Linked DNA regions of Sus scrofa: all the other regions are linked to region 1. Evidence: chromatin contacts called from public HiChIP or PLAC-seq data. All regions are on one chromosome and are shown on one strand. Each heading gives the region's core, a stretch centred on a gene start, on an enhancer-like site or on the middle of the called end of the contact. The rest is flanking DNA. Distances are from core to core; before and after follow the strand shown. Region 1 overlaps SLCO5A1 (solute carrier organic anion transporter family member 5A1). Region 2 overlaps NCOA2 (nuclear receptor coactivator 2). Region 3 holds the start of PRDM14 (PR domain zinc finger protein 14).

What was found. HiChIP or PLAC-seq counts read pairs in DNA pulled down with a chosen protein or histone mark.
Region 2: a contact with region 1 is called in an H3K27ac HiChIP or PLAC-seq map of skeletal muscle, with 4 times the contacts expected there. The contact joins two enhancer-like sites. A contact is called at or near these places in 1 of 47 Hi-C or Micro-C datasets (embryonic fibroblasts) and 1 of 2 datasets of contacts at active chromatin or transcription factors (skeletal muscle).
Region 3: an H3K27ac HiChIP or PLAC-seq map of skeletal muscle shows a contact between it and region 1, with 8 times the contacts expected there. The contact joins the promoter of PRDM14 here to the enhancer-like site in region 1. A contact is called at or near these places in 5 of 47 Hi-C or Micro-C datasets (fetal skeletal muscle, heart right ventricle, mesenteric adipose tissue and 2 more) and 1 of 2 datasets of contacts at active chromatin or transcription factors (skeletal muscle).

What each region holds. Positions count from the first base shown.
Region 1 is chr4:65,588,456-65,592,447 of Sscrofa11.1, forward strand. It overlaps SLCO5A1 (solute carrier organic anion transporter family member 5A1), which reads left to right. Exons shown (of 11, transcript XM_005663031.3): 11 at 1-660. Among named protein-coding and RNA genes, the nearest start is that of SLCO5A1, 150 kb to the left of the region's middle. Within about 2 kb of position 2,331, at least 2 of the 83 cell types and tissues checked have an H3K27ac peak or open chromatin away from gene starts, as enhancers often do. A contact at or near this core is called in skeletal muscle, where this site is marked.
Region 2 is chr4:65,207,650-65,211,641 of Sscrofa11.1, forward strand. It overlaps NCOA2 (nuclear receptor coactivator 2), which reads left to right. Exons shown (of 23, transcript NM_001114275.1): 12 at 1,452-1,662. Among named protein-coding and RNA genes, the nearest start is that of PRDM14, 64 kb to the right of the region's middle. Within about 2 kb of position 1,807, at least 29 of the 83 cell types and tissues checked have an H3K27ac peak or open chromatin away from gene starts, as enhancers often do. A contact at or near this core is called in skeletal muscle, where this site is marked.
Region 3 is chr4:65,271,809-65,275,800 of Sscrofa11.1, forward strand. PRDM14 (PR domain zinc finger protein 14) reads left to right here and starts at 2,180. Exons shown (of 7, transcript XM_021090784.1): 1 at 2,180-2,894; 2 at 3,503-3,556; 3 at 3,648-3,805. The coding sequence starts at 2,195.

The DNA of each region.
Region 1 (3,992 bases), core at 1,081-3,580:
CTTCTCCAAAAAAAACAAAACAAAACAAAAAACCTTACACCCATGTACCTTGTTTTTAATATTGAAGTTTGGAAGGTGTTGTCTTTTTCTGGTATTCTGCTATTACAGATGAAAATCAAAGGAGAAGATATTATTGATAACTAAAGTAATGCCAGGGATGTATTAAACCAAAGGGGTGAACAAAAGAAGTTTAAAGTTTGTATGTAGAAATGAAAAACAAGGACAATTGGTAAAACTTTATAGTGGGCATTTTTCTTCAAATACATACCTCTCCCCCAAATATTCATTTAGAAGCATCAAACTGGCAGGTCAGCCTCTAACTCCTTAGTTACAGGAAGTGTAATACTGTGTCAAATAAACTGGCATTAGGATCCTAGTGGAGTGTGTGTCCAGCGTGTGTGTTTTTGTTTGTCTAGGTGTGCTTGCGATGAAAGGCTGTTTTGAGTTCTTGAGCAAAGGGAGTTTGATTTTGTGGTTTTTAAAATGACTATTTATTCGAAGACCTCTTAGGGTCATTGAAAAGATGTATAATTTCCTGTGTTCAATGAAATCTATTGTCAATGTACTAATAAACCTTGGTTTACAACATCTGGAATACTTGATTATTGAAAATTCAGAAAAGAGGTAAAAGAAAAAAGAATAAAGTGTGTTGGATTGAAATTAGTTTGTTTCTTAGGATTTTTGTTCTTGGAAGGGATGAAATAATGATGCCAATGTTTTCTCCCTCTATAAAGACCCAGTGTTTGTTTGGTTTTTTTTAAGTTATTGTATTGCTTTTTATTGTGTAAAATTGTTTCATTGATTTATGTCATCAAGAAAGAGGGTGGAGTTCCTGTGGTGGCGCAGTGGAAACGAATCCTGCCAGGAACCAAGAGGTTGCCGGTTTGACACCTGGCTTCGTTCAGTGGGTCAAGGATCTGGCATTGCTGTGGCTGTGGTGTAGGTTGGCGGCTACAGCTCCAATTAGACCCCTAGCCTGGGAACCTCCATATGCTTTGGGTACAGCCCTAAAAAGACAAAAAGAAAGAGGGTTACCAGTAGAGTGCTTTGATGGGATTAAATGGGCTTAACTTACTCTGGAAAATGGTAGTAATGAACTCTTTATGTAACTGATAACTCTGCCTCAAAACCAAATGTCCAATGTAAGAACTATTAGGATTATAGTTTTAGGAACCTGCAGTACCGCATTTTCCATTGAGTCATCAAAGACAGTAATTTTAACTATTTCACTACTTACCTATTTCAATTCAAATAGAATTTGGGGTTGCAGAATTATGCGCCTTGAATGTGGTTGGCATTATTCAGGATAGGCTACGTTATACGTATGGAACATGCCAACCTCCAAATCTCAGTGGCTTCATAGCACAGAGGTTTATTTCTCATTTACAGAATATGTCTCTATGGGTCGTTTCCAGAGAGCCCCTCAGAAACCCTGTCTGACAAAGACTTCCCCATTTTGAGGTCGCATCATTTAGAACTTTAAGGGTTGCTGAGGCCAGGAAAGGAAGGGCCCAGAGAAAGGCAAAGGGACTTGGCTCTTTCTCAGCCCTGAAGGGACACATGTCACATTGCATTAGTCTGAACTAGTACCACGTCCTTGCTTAAGTGCTGGGATCCTGGCAGTGTTGGGGAACATATGGCAGCCCTTTGATGGGTATTATTCTTTGCCACACAGTTGACCATGATCAGGTAAGGATATTCCTTTTGTCTTTTTTTTTTTTTTTTTTTTTTTTGTCTTTTTGCTGTTGTTGTTGCTATTTCTTGGGCCGCTCCCGTGGCATATGGAGGTTCCCAGGCTAGGGGTTGAATCGGAGCTGTAGCCACCGGCCTACGCCAGAGCCACAGCAACACGGGATCCGAGCCGCGTCTGCAACCTACACCACAGCTCACGGCAACACTGGATCCTTAACCCACTGAGCAAGGGCAGGGACCGAACCCGCAACCTCATGGTTCCTAGTCGGATTCGTTAACCACTGCGCCACGACGGGAACTCCAAGTAAGGATATTCCTAAAGGAGTCCAACTCATTTTTCTAAAAACTGGTAAATCGAGGGCAATTCTCAAGCATAAAAAGTAATTTCCAAAGGAGTACATATCAAAGCTTGGTCAGCACAGCTGTTAAACGCTCTCTTTCCTTAATCTCTACTAGATAATAAGCGAATCATTGCTCAAGGGGCCCAGGAGGTGGCTTGAGACTGGAGGAAGAACTTGTGATCGGACAAGAAAAAGTCCTGGATGTTGAGGTCTTGTCTTATGTCCAGCAGAGTTCTCTAAGTAAACTGGCATCTAAAACTTTTAGGTGAGAGGCGGAAGGAGCTAAAGGAGCCATGGAAATAACAGCATGACTCATAGACTGAAGTGCAAAGTGGTTATATTTAGACTCCAGCCTCAAGCACCCTAGGTGGAAAGCAGGGCAATTGATTTCCATTTCTCACTCCAGCCCGCCCTTGCACACCTAAACTAAAAGGTCACAGTGGCCCAAGATGCATGGACTATTGGAGGGAGCGTTTGCATCTGTGCTGACTTTCTTTTCCTCCCTGGCTTGGTTCATTTATCTAGGGAGCCATTTATGCAAAGAGCAAATAATAACCCCTGCCCAATTCTACCACCTTCTCTTCAATGACATGTGGAATTTAAGCAAAAGGGTTTCTCTTGAATCTCTTCAATACCCACACTTTCAAGGGAGAGGCAGAGCCATTCTGGATACTATGCTGTTTGAAATACACAAACGAGAGAACCGTTTCTCTTTAAGAAATGAAGGGAGGAGTTCCCGTCGTGGCGCAGTGGTTAACGAATCTGACTAGGAACCATGAGGTTGCGGGTTCGGTCCCTGCCCTTGCTCAGTGGGTTGACGATCCGGTGTTGCCGTGAGCTGTGGTGTAGGTTGCAGATATGACTCGGATCCTGCATTGCTGTGGCTCTGGCGTGGGCCAGTGGCTGCAGCTCTGATTAGACCCCTAGCCTGGGAACCTCCATATGCTGCGGGAGCGGCCCAAGAAATGGCAAAAAGACAAAAAAAAAAAAAAAAAAAAAAAAAAGAAAAGAAATGAAGGGAGCAGAAAGGTTATGAATGTGGCCACTCATCTTCCTTGCTTCGTCCCAGACTTGGTAAAACCTCAGCATTTTAAAAGCTGTTAAAAAGCATCCAGTGCCTTTCTTTTTCTTGAAATTGCCATCTGGGCAGAGATGGCCTCTGTAGCTTCAGGGTATGGGAGCCAAAAACGTTCTTTAATTGCACAGGGTCATTGGAAAGCAAAGAGATCAATATTCAGTGCTCACTCTTGAATTTAAATGTCAAAGTTTGATGCATTTCCAACTCATAACACTGATATAAATCAGTAGAAGGCCAAGATATTCTTTGGCCTGCTGGAATGGCCAAGATCCTAGGCACTGAAAAAGAATGAGTCTGCTATGGATCAAGTTGTTCTAGGTGTTTTCTTGTTGAAATGGTTGTACTGCTGCCCTTTTTTTTTGTTTTTTGTTTTTGCATTTTAGGGCTGCCCCCGCAGCATAGGCTAGGGGTCTAATTGGAGCTGTAGCCGCTGGCCTACACCAGAACCACAGCAACGCCAGATTCAAGTTATCTCTGTGACCTACACCACAGCTCGTGGCAATGCCAGATCCTTAACCCACTGAGTGAGGCCAGGGATCGAACCTGCAACCTTATGGTTCTTAATTGGATTCATTTCCGCTGCGCCGTGACGGGAACCTCCCTCCTACCTTTTTTTTTTCCTTTTTTTTTTTTTTTTTTTTTTGATTTTAGAAATCCGCTTTGCCAGGGCCCAAGTCCTGGCACCTGGCAAAGAGGTCTTTAGTTGCGCTAGAGTGACACCTAGTGGCCATTATGGGAAACACATGCTCTGCTAATCTCGGCCCTTACGGTTCCTCCTGGGTTTGAGTTCCTAATACCTATTAGGGTGGCAAGGTTGATGACATCGCCTCTTCTGCTGACACCTATTAGTGGTTGGCTTGGTTCCCCTCTAGCTCTGGGTC
Region 2 (3,992 bases), core at 557-3,056, 380 kb before region 1:
AAAGGCTCCCTCCATAGATAGTACATTGGCCATAAATTGTAAAAACCTCAGTAAATCTGGTTTCTTTTGTATTGAATAAAACTGTAAGCCATTCTGCTTTAAGTATACCTCATATTTGGAGTTCCCGTCGTGGCACAGTGGTAACGAATCTGACTAGGAACCATGAGGTTGTGGGTTTGATCCCTGGCCTTGCGCAGTAGGTTAAGGATCTGGCGTTGCCATGAGCTGTGGTATAGGTCACAAGACGAGGTTTGGATCCTGCGTGGCTGTGGTATAGGCTGGCAGCTGTAGCCCCAATTCAACCCCTAGCCAGGGAACCTCCATGTGCTATGGGTACGGCCCTAAAAAGAAAAAGAAAAAAAAAAGTATACCTCTTCTTGTAAATGATTTCACTTGAATTGCCAGTGTAGAAAAAAGGGTTAGTCATGGTCAAGGATTCAAAGTCCATCCAGTGACTTTGGGGAAATTGCCTAACTTGTGTTTTACACACATCAGGAGAATCACTCTTAACCACTCTTTGCACTAGAAAGAACTCCTGGCATTTAACTTTAGCTATTTACCTATGTGGTTGGCACCGTCTGATTTTTAAATACTTGGTACATAGAGAGATACTACTTAAAAGACCATAAATTCAATTGAGCTCTCCAGAACAAAAGTGCTAGATGTGAAGTAGTGGAGATAGCTAACTTATTATTTGAACGTTGGTAATTGAAAGGAAGCTATCCTAATAAAGGAAAAAGCCCTAAGAAGGATTTTTATGGCTTCTATAAAGTCAGATTATTAGATGCTATGTTTGGGGGCAGCCTGCTTTTATCCTGCTTCCCTACATTTGTCACCTAAGCTGGTAAGTGACTGGTTTTCAGTGTCATTCGAAACTGAAAGTGTAAGCAGGAAAAAAACACCACTCAAAGTGAAAAGGCAGTGCTGAGCTATTCAGGGTTACTGCAAGCCTATTGTGCATTTTCCCCCTTGCTGTTAAAAAGAAAAAGAAAGTTCTAAAATGACCATTTACTAATACTGATTTGGTGTAAATTGGCATCCTACTTTCTACCAATTTGTTGTTGTTATTTCTTAGGGATTGTTAACCACAAAACCTTGTCTGTAAGGTCCACTCTTACTTTATTAGAAATACACGTACTCATGATGAATTGAACCACTAGCACAAAATAAAGGGGATTTTATAAGTTGCCAGTGACTCACAATACTAGGAGAGAGCTTTCCTTCTAATTCAGTCAGCTCTATTTTTACACCTGAAGAAACTGAGGACCAAGAGATCAAAGTATTTGTCCTTTGTCAATTTAATTTTTTTTACGATGATCACTTAACTGTTAGGTCTGAGGTATGCACGCGTCTGCATCTTTTCCTTGGCCTTAGGTCTGTAATTAGAAATAGGAGTGCGGCACCCACTCTTAGCTTAGGCCTGGATAAACTCTTCTGTTTGTTAACCGCAGCCTGGCAGTGAGCTGGACAACTTGGAGGAGATTTTGGATGATTTGCAGAATAGTCAATTACCACAGCTTTTCCCAGACACGAGGCCAGGCGCCCCTGCTGGATCAGTTGACAAGCAAGCCATCATCAATGACCTCATGCAACTCACAGCTGAAAACAGCCCCGTTACACCTGTTGGAGCCCAGAAAACAGCATTGCGAATTTCACAGAGCAGTGAGTATGAGATATTGATGGTTATGCCAAGAAATTCCCATGTAATCACCATCAGAAACAGGGATTATTAAAATCTGATGCAAACAGCTTAGTCACTTCAAGGTTTTTATGGTCAAATAGCACCATCTACCGTCCTAGCCCATCAAAACAATATTCAGGCTGATTCTGGTGAGCTTGGCCTTGCTGCAGGCGCTTGTGGTTAATTTAATCAGCATGGAATGAGGCTGACCTGCATATATAAAGTTCTTCAGATGATTGTTATAGTTCCCTTTGTTACAGTTAAAAAAGATTTTCTGTATCTTAAGATATGGCTGAATATTTAAAATACAGAAACTTAGAAAGTTATGCTGACTTTTTAGGAATAATATACTACTAAAAATTTGTATCAGAATATTATCTCTTAGGAATTCTCCTATAAATAGCAGTTGTACATGGAAATCTATTATAGATAAATGTTTTCTAAGTACATGTTACATTTAGTGGACTATAAAGCTGGAAGACTTTAGACTGTTATATAGTACATTTTTATTGTTTATTTTTATTTGGATATTTTTGTAAGCTTAAGAAGTCTTTCTTTACTATGAACACTGAACACTTAGTTTGCATAACTTGATAGTCACCTCATGTTGTCCCATAGTTTTGAGTGGAAGAAAATACCTTTCCTGCTCCAGGGACGTAGTTAGAAAGACAGAGAACCTCTGTGTTAAATTGGTAAGCAGAATGATCTTTCCCTCTTCAGAACCAATTTGACCCATTTCTCAAAGGAGAAACGGCAACCATCAACCAAATTCCAAAATAGCTTTAATTAATGGTTCCTTTCTCAAAGTGATTGCTGGAGTTCCCATTGTGGTGCAGTGGAAATGAATCCAACTAGGAGCCATGAGGTTGCAGGTTCAATCCCTGGCCTCGCTCAGTGGGTTAAGGATCCAGTGTTGCCATGAGCTGTGATGTAGGTCGCAGACATGGCTCTGATCCCTCTTTACTGTGGCTGTGCCGTAGGCCGGCAGCAACAGCTCTGAATAGACTCCTAGCCTGGGAACCTCCATATGCCGTGGGTGCAGCCCTAAAAAAGAAAAGTGAATCCTGATCATTCAGAAAAAGGTAAAGCAAAATAAGGGTTTTTGCTTCTCTCTCAACCTGCCTATTTCTTAGGGAATGGAGGGTTCCTTGTGGCCCATGAGTCAGAGAGTTGAGAGGTGAGGAAGAAACACAGTAGGGAGTTTTAAGTTCCCATCGTGGCACAGTGGAAACAATTCCAACTAGGAACCATGAGATTTCGGGTTCAATCCCTGGCCTCGCTCAATGGGTTAAGGATCTGGCGTTGCCCTGAGCTTTGGCTTAGTAGGCCGGCGGCTACAGCTCTGATTTGACCCCTAGCCTGGGAACTTCCATATGCCAAGGGTGCGGCCCTAAAAAGCAAAAATAAAAACAAAATGCCATAGGGAGTTTAATGGCTTCTCCTCTGTTTGTACCTCCTGATGGTATTCAGACTATTGAATGGTAACCAGATCACTAAACCTGAGGAAGTCAGATTAAGCATGTGCATAATTCTCATTCCAAACCCTAATTCTTCTAATATTTTATTTCTGGTATTGACTGTTAAGAACTCTAATACATTTTAAATGTTCTCTTTCATTCTGTGTTTAAATAATTCAGAGAAAATAACGTACTTGGTATTGTTTAATGTACTAGCTCTTTGGATTCTAATTTATAGTAGCTTTGTACTTTTAAAGTCATTGTTGTCAAATTACTGGTTAACTATGTCATAGTATAGTATGCTGGTGTAGTTTTTACTCCCCAGTAAATTCTTGTGAATGGACCATTATAATCATTTCAAATATAAATGTATCTGGAAATTTTAAAAAGCTATGTTTAGGAAATTTAACAGGGTCCTAAAGCTTTAATACCAACTTCAAATAGTAGAGTTCACATTTAAAGATTTTAATTTCCAATGAGAGTAGACAAAACAAAGTTTAGTTAAAAATGATATTCCAGTGTCCAAAGCACATGTGTCTGGGTTTGGTGCTTTATGCAGGAGATGTTTATGGTTTCACAGCTGTGCCAAAACAATATTCCTAAATTCAAATAATATAATGTAAAAAAAAATATTTAGTAGTTTACCTAGCAAATACAATTGAATATTAGAAGCTAATATTGGGATATATATGGTATATAATAGAATGTTCTTTTTTTTTCCCCCTCTTTTTTGTTTTGCAAGTTTGTGAGAAATTAGGCTTGTTGGTTAGATTGCAAGTCTTTGTTTTGGCACCACCTAAGTTTTTTGGTTTGTGGATTTATCTTTTATGTAGGCAGTTGGTCCCTGTTGTGCA
Region 3 (3,992 bases), core at 930-3,429, 320 kb before region 1:
AAGGGTTTCCCCCACCCTAGATGCTTCCCTGTGTGAATGTGAATGGGCCTAAGTGCTCCTTTCTTTCCCTCAATGGCTGACAAGGAGAATAAAAATGCGGTCTTTGAGCGCCGGGTATGGGTCTGAAAATCCCCGCGCGTCCGAGGTGGCGAGCCTCCCCCGGGGGAAGGGACCGCGGTAGCGGCGCAGGGGCCGATCTTCCGACGGTGAAAGCTGCTTTAGAAGTAAAAGCCCCCGAGAAGGCTCAACACCCACCCGGAACCTCGGGGGCAGCATGGGTGCCGATCCCACCGCACCTAGGTGTCCCCACCTAGATGTCCCCACCTGGGACCCGAGGGGTGATGCGCAGCTTTCCATAAGGTGCCGGGGAAAAACGTCCGTCTGGTTCTTGGCGCTGGACGCCGCTTTCTGCCAAGCTCGGCTCTTGGGAACTGGAAGCCGAAAGGCAGGGGAGAGACCCCGGCACACGAGTCCCGGCCTTATGCGCGTGGGTACGGGGTTGCTGTGAGCGCAGAGGGGCGGGTCTGGGGACCCCGGCGTCACTTGCCCGGGCCTTTTGCTGCCCCATTCCGCCAGCCTAGAGCGGCCACAGTGCCCGCCCCTAAAGAGCGAGGGGCGAGCGCTCTCCGCTGGGTCCCCGACAGGGTTTGGAGATGTGAGTTAAGTGCGCGACCCCCTAAGGACCGAGGGCAAGTCGAGCGTCGGCCAATGGCCGCGGTGGGCGGGGAGAAGGGTCTGGGGACCTGCGTGGGCCGAGTCCCTTCCCCACCCTCGCGCTCTCTTTGCCCGCTGCCCCGCCCGCCGCGCTCTTAAACCCGGTTCAGCCCTGCGGGCCGGCCCGAAGCCTACCGGTCCCGAGCCCGCGCCGTCCCTTAGCTGCCCGGAGGCGCCCGCTCCGCGGCTTAGCTCTCCAAGGTGGGTGCCAGACCCGGCGCGACGCGGTGGCCCGGGGCCATCGCCCGCCCGGGTGGTCGGTCGCGCAGGCAGAGCTGTCGCTGGCGCCGTAGTTTTAGGGGGGTGGTTTTGCCCTCTTGGGGCTTTTACTCCTTAAGTGGCTTTCAACCCCAAATCGCAGATCCTCGGGTTGAGGCGAGAGCAGGAGCGGAGCGCCGTTGGGGGGCTCAGGAGGAGACAGGCAGATGCCTTCGTCGTGGCTGACCTCTTCTCCTGACCCCATGTTCTGTAATTTCTGAGTCACGACCCTGGTTCGTTTCCATATCGGGCTCATTGATCTTGCCCTTAAGACCCGCTGGCCCTGAAGGGGCTCCATCCCCCAGCCTTGGTGAACTTTTGTCCATTAAAACGACATCCATTCCGAGTGGAGGCGGCGGCGGCGCGGGTCCGGGAACCTTCTCTCAGCTGCCTGGCCTGGGGTTCGTCCTCGCCTACTCCTAAGCCGCCAGGTCGGGAACCTGGGGGGATGTGGCGGGACTCGGCACACGTGGGGAACCCGCGCTGGCTGCGGAGCTCCGAGGGGAGCCGAAGGTGGCGCCCTCCTCCTCCTCTCAGCCGGGTCCCCTGGGCCCGCGGGGTCAGCACTGGGCCTCGCAGCGGGGCGGCCTCCCTGAACCTGTCCCCGGGCTGGGGGAGCGCGTCGGCTGCGTTATCCTACCCGAGCTCGTGGCTCTGCCCTCCGGGATAGGGACCTAGGAGCGCCTGGAGCTGCCGCCTGCGCCCGAGCTCAGCCCGGTATTTCTCTAGGCTCCCAGCCCCGAGGCTGGGAAGACCCCGCGGCTCCGACCCACCCTGGAAAAGAGGATTTTTTTTTTTTTTTTTTTTTTTGATGAGGAAGAGGGCAGGATAGGGAACTTGAAACGGATTTTGCAGGAGCCGGGTTTGGGCAGAATGTAGAGAGGGGGTGTTGGAAGCCAGCCGTCCTGGGTCAAGGTGGGTTTGGAGAGAGAAGGCAAAGGCGACACTTACCAGGAACTTGAAGTCAGGCGGAATCTCGGTAGATTTTCGTTTTGTTTTGGGTTTTTTTTGGGGGGGGAGGGGGGCGGATTTATGGCTGCTTTTTGTTTTGTTGGTGGGGTAGGTCTTTCGGGATTGAACTGGGAAGTGTATCCAATTCCCTTCAACCCGGGGCTGCCTCGGATGGTGGAAGTGTGGCAAGAGGGGATGTCCGCAGCGCCCGGCACCCCTCACTCGGCTGCGCTTGCTTTTCCCGCAGGCGGACCGCTCGCGGTGGCCCAGGATGGCTCTGCGGCTGCCAGGTGAGACCGGTCCCCAGGACAAGGAGTGCTACTCGCCCGACAGGCTTCAGAGCAGCCCCCAACACCTGGCCGCCTACTACACCCCTTTCCCGCACTATGGCCATTACGGGAACACCCTCACCACGGCGGAGGAGGGTTTCCAACCTTTCCGGCAGCTGGAGGCCCTGTCGGCGTCCCCGGCTCTGCCCCCCTTCGCCTTCCGGACAGCGCCTCCCTTGCTGAGCCCCGGGCTGGCGCTGCCGAGGGAGCCGCTCTATGATGTGCCCTGGTACAGCAAGCTGCCGACGTGGTACCCGATCCCCCACCTGCCCAGGGAGGTGCCACACTTCCTGAACAGCCCGCGCGAGTTCACGGGCGCCCCCGCCGAAAACTTGGGCCAGGTCGGCGGCCGGAGCGATGGTGGCCAGTGTTGGGGACCTGAAGTTTTCCTTCCGCCGCCCCCAGTGGATGCTTCTCTGCTACCCGAGAGGCCGAAGCCCTCCCAGTTGTTACCTGGCTCCCCCGGCGAGCGCTCTGAGGATGGCCCCAAACTCGTGAACCAAGAGAGAAAGGCATCGCCCCGTTACCACTTCACCCAGGAAGACCTGCACTTAGTTCTGTACGGGGTCATTCCCAGCCCTCAGCACCCAGCCCGCTTGCACCACGCGATGTCGGGCCTCCTGGTCCCCACCAACAGCTCTGGTAAGGGCAGTCCACAGGATCCAGGACCTGGGTGGGAGGGGAGAAGAGGTGGGAAGGAGGCAGGAGCAGCGAAGAGGCGCTTCAAGGTGGATTCGAGGCAGTGCGGGTCCTGATCCGGAGTGTACCCGGCTTCCAGGAGAGGATGGAGCTGCAGAGGTCAGGCTCACCTCCCAGCCCCATTTACTTAACTCCGCGACTCCTGAGGTGGTTTTAGTGAGAATGAGGGGGAGGGGAGAAATGGTTTGTGCTGTGGGGTAATCAGGCTGGCTCAGATTCTAGCAGAAAGTACGAGGTATTTCAATGAGAACCTCGTGCCTTTTACACTGGGAGTCTCGGCTCAGCCACCTGACCTCAGCCCGAATCAGCATTATCTCTGATTTCTCAAGTTCCTTACATGTGCAAGGGGGGTTAATTACAGCATAACCAACTAGCCTCCTTCGGAGTCTCAAATAAGAAATTGCATATGTAAAAGGAGCAGGAAAAAAGACAGGTAACATCAAAACTGAGTACAATGGTGAGCTCCAGCTAGTGGGTTGGAAAACTCGGCATGAAAGCCTTTCATACTACGTTTCATCGAAACATAAACATTTAACCCTGTCTTTTTCTAGGGTCTGATTCTCTTCCTCAGACTCTGGATAACAGCTCCCTTCAGCTCCCGGAAGGTAGGCAGGGCTCCTGGCTTGGAATCCTTTTCCCCAGCAAATGCGGTCAGTTTCCTGACTGGCATTCTTTTCTGCCTTGGGATCTTCCTAGGTCTCTGCCTGCGGCAGACGATGTTTGGTGAGGTCGCACATTTTGGTGTGTTCTGCAATAGCCTCGTGGCCAAAGGAGTCAGGTTTGGACCCTTTCAGGGTAAAGTGGTCAATGCCAGTGAAGTCAAGACCCACGGAGACAATTCTCTGATGTGGGAGGTAAAGTTCTTAACGGTGGGGTTGGCGGAAAGTGGGGAGGGAGGCGGGTGGGGAAGAACCTTGGCCCCTGCTCCTCTGGGAGGGGGGACTTTGTCTCTCTTGGGGCCATAACCCGCTGTCTGTGCTGCCTCTTTTGCAACATAAAGGAAAAGAAAGGCAGATGTTCCATCCAAAAGGATTGCACCTC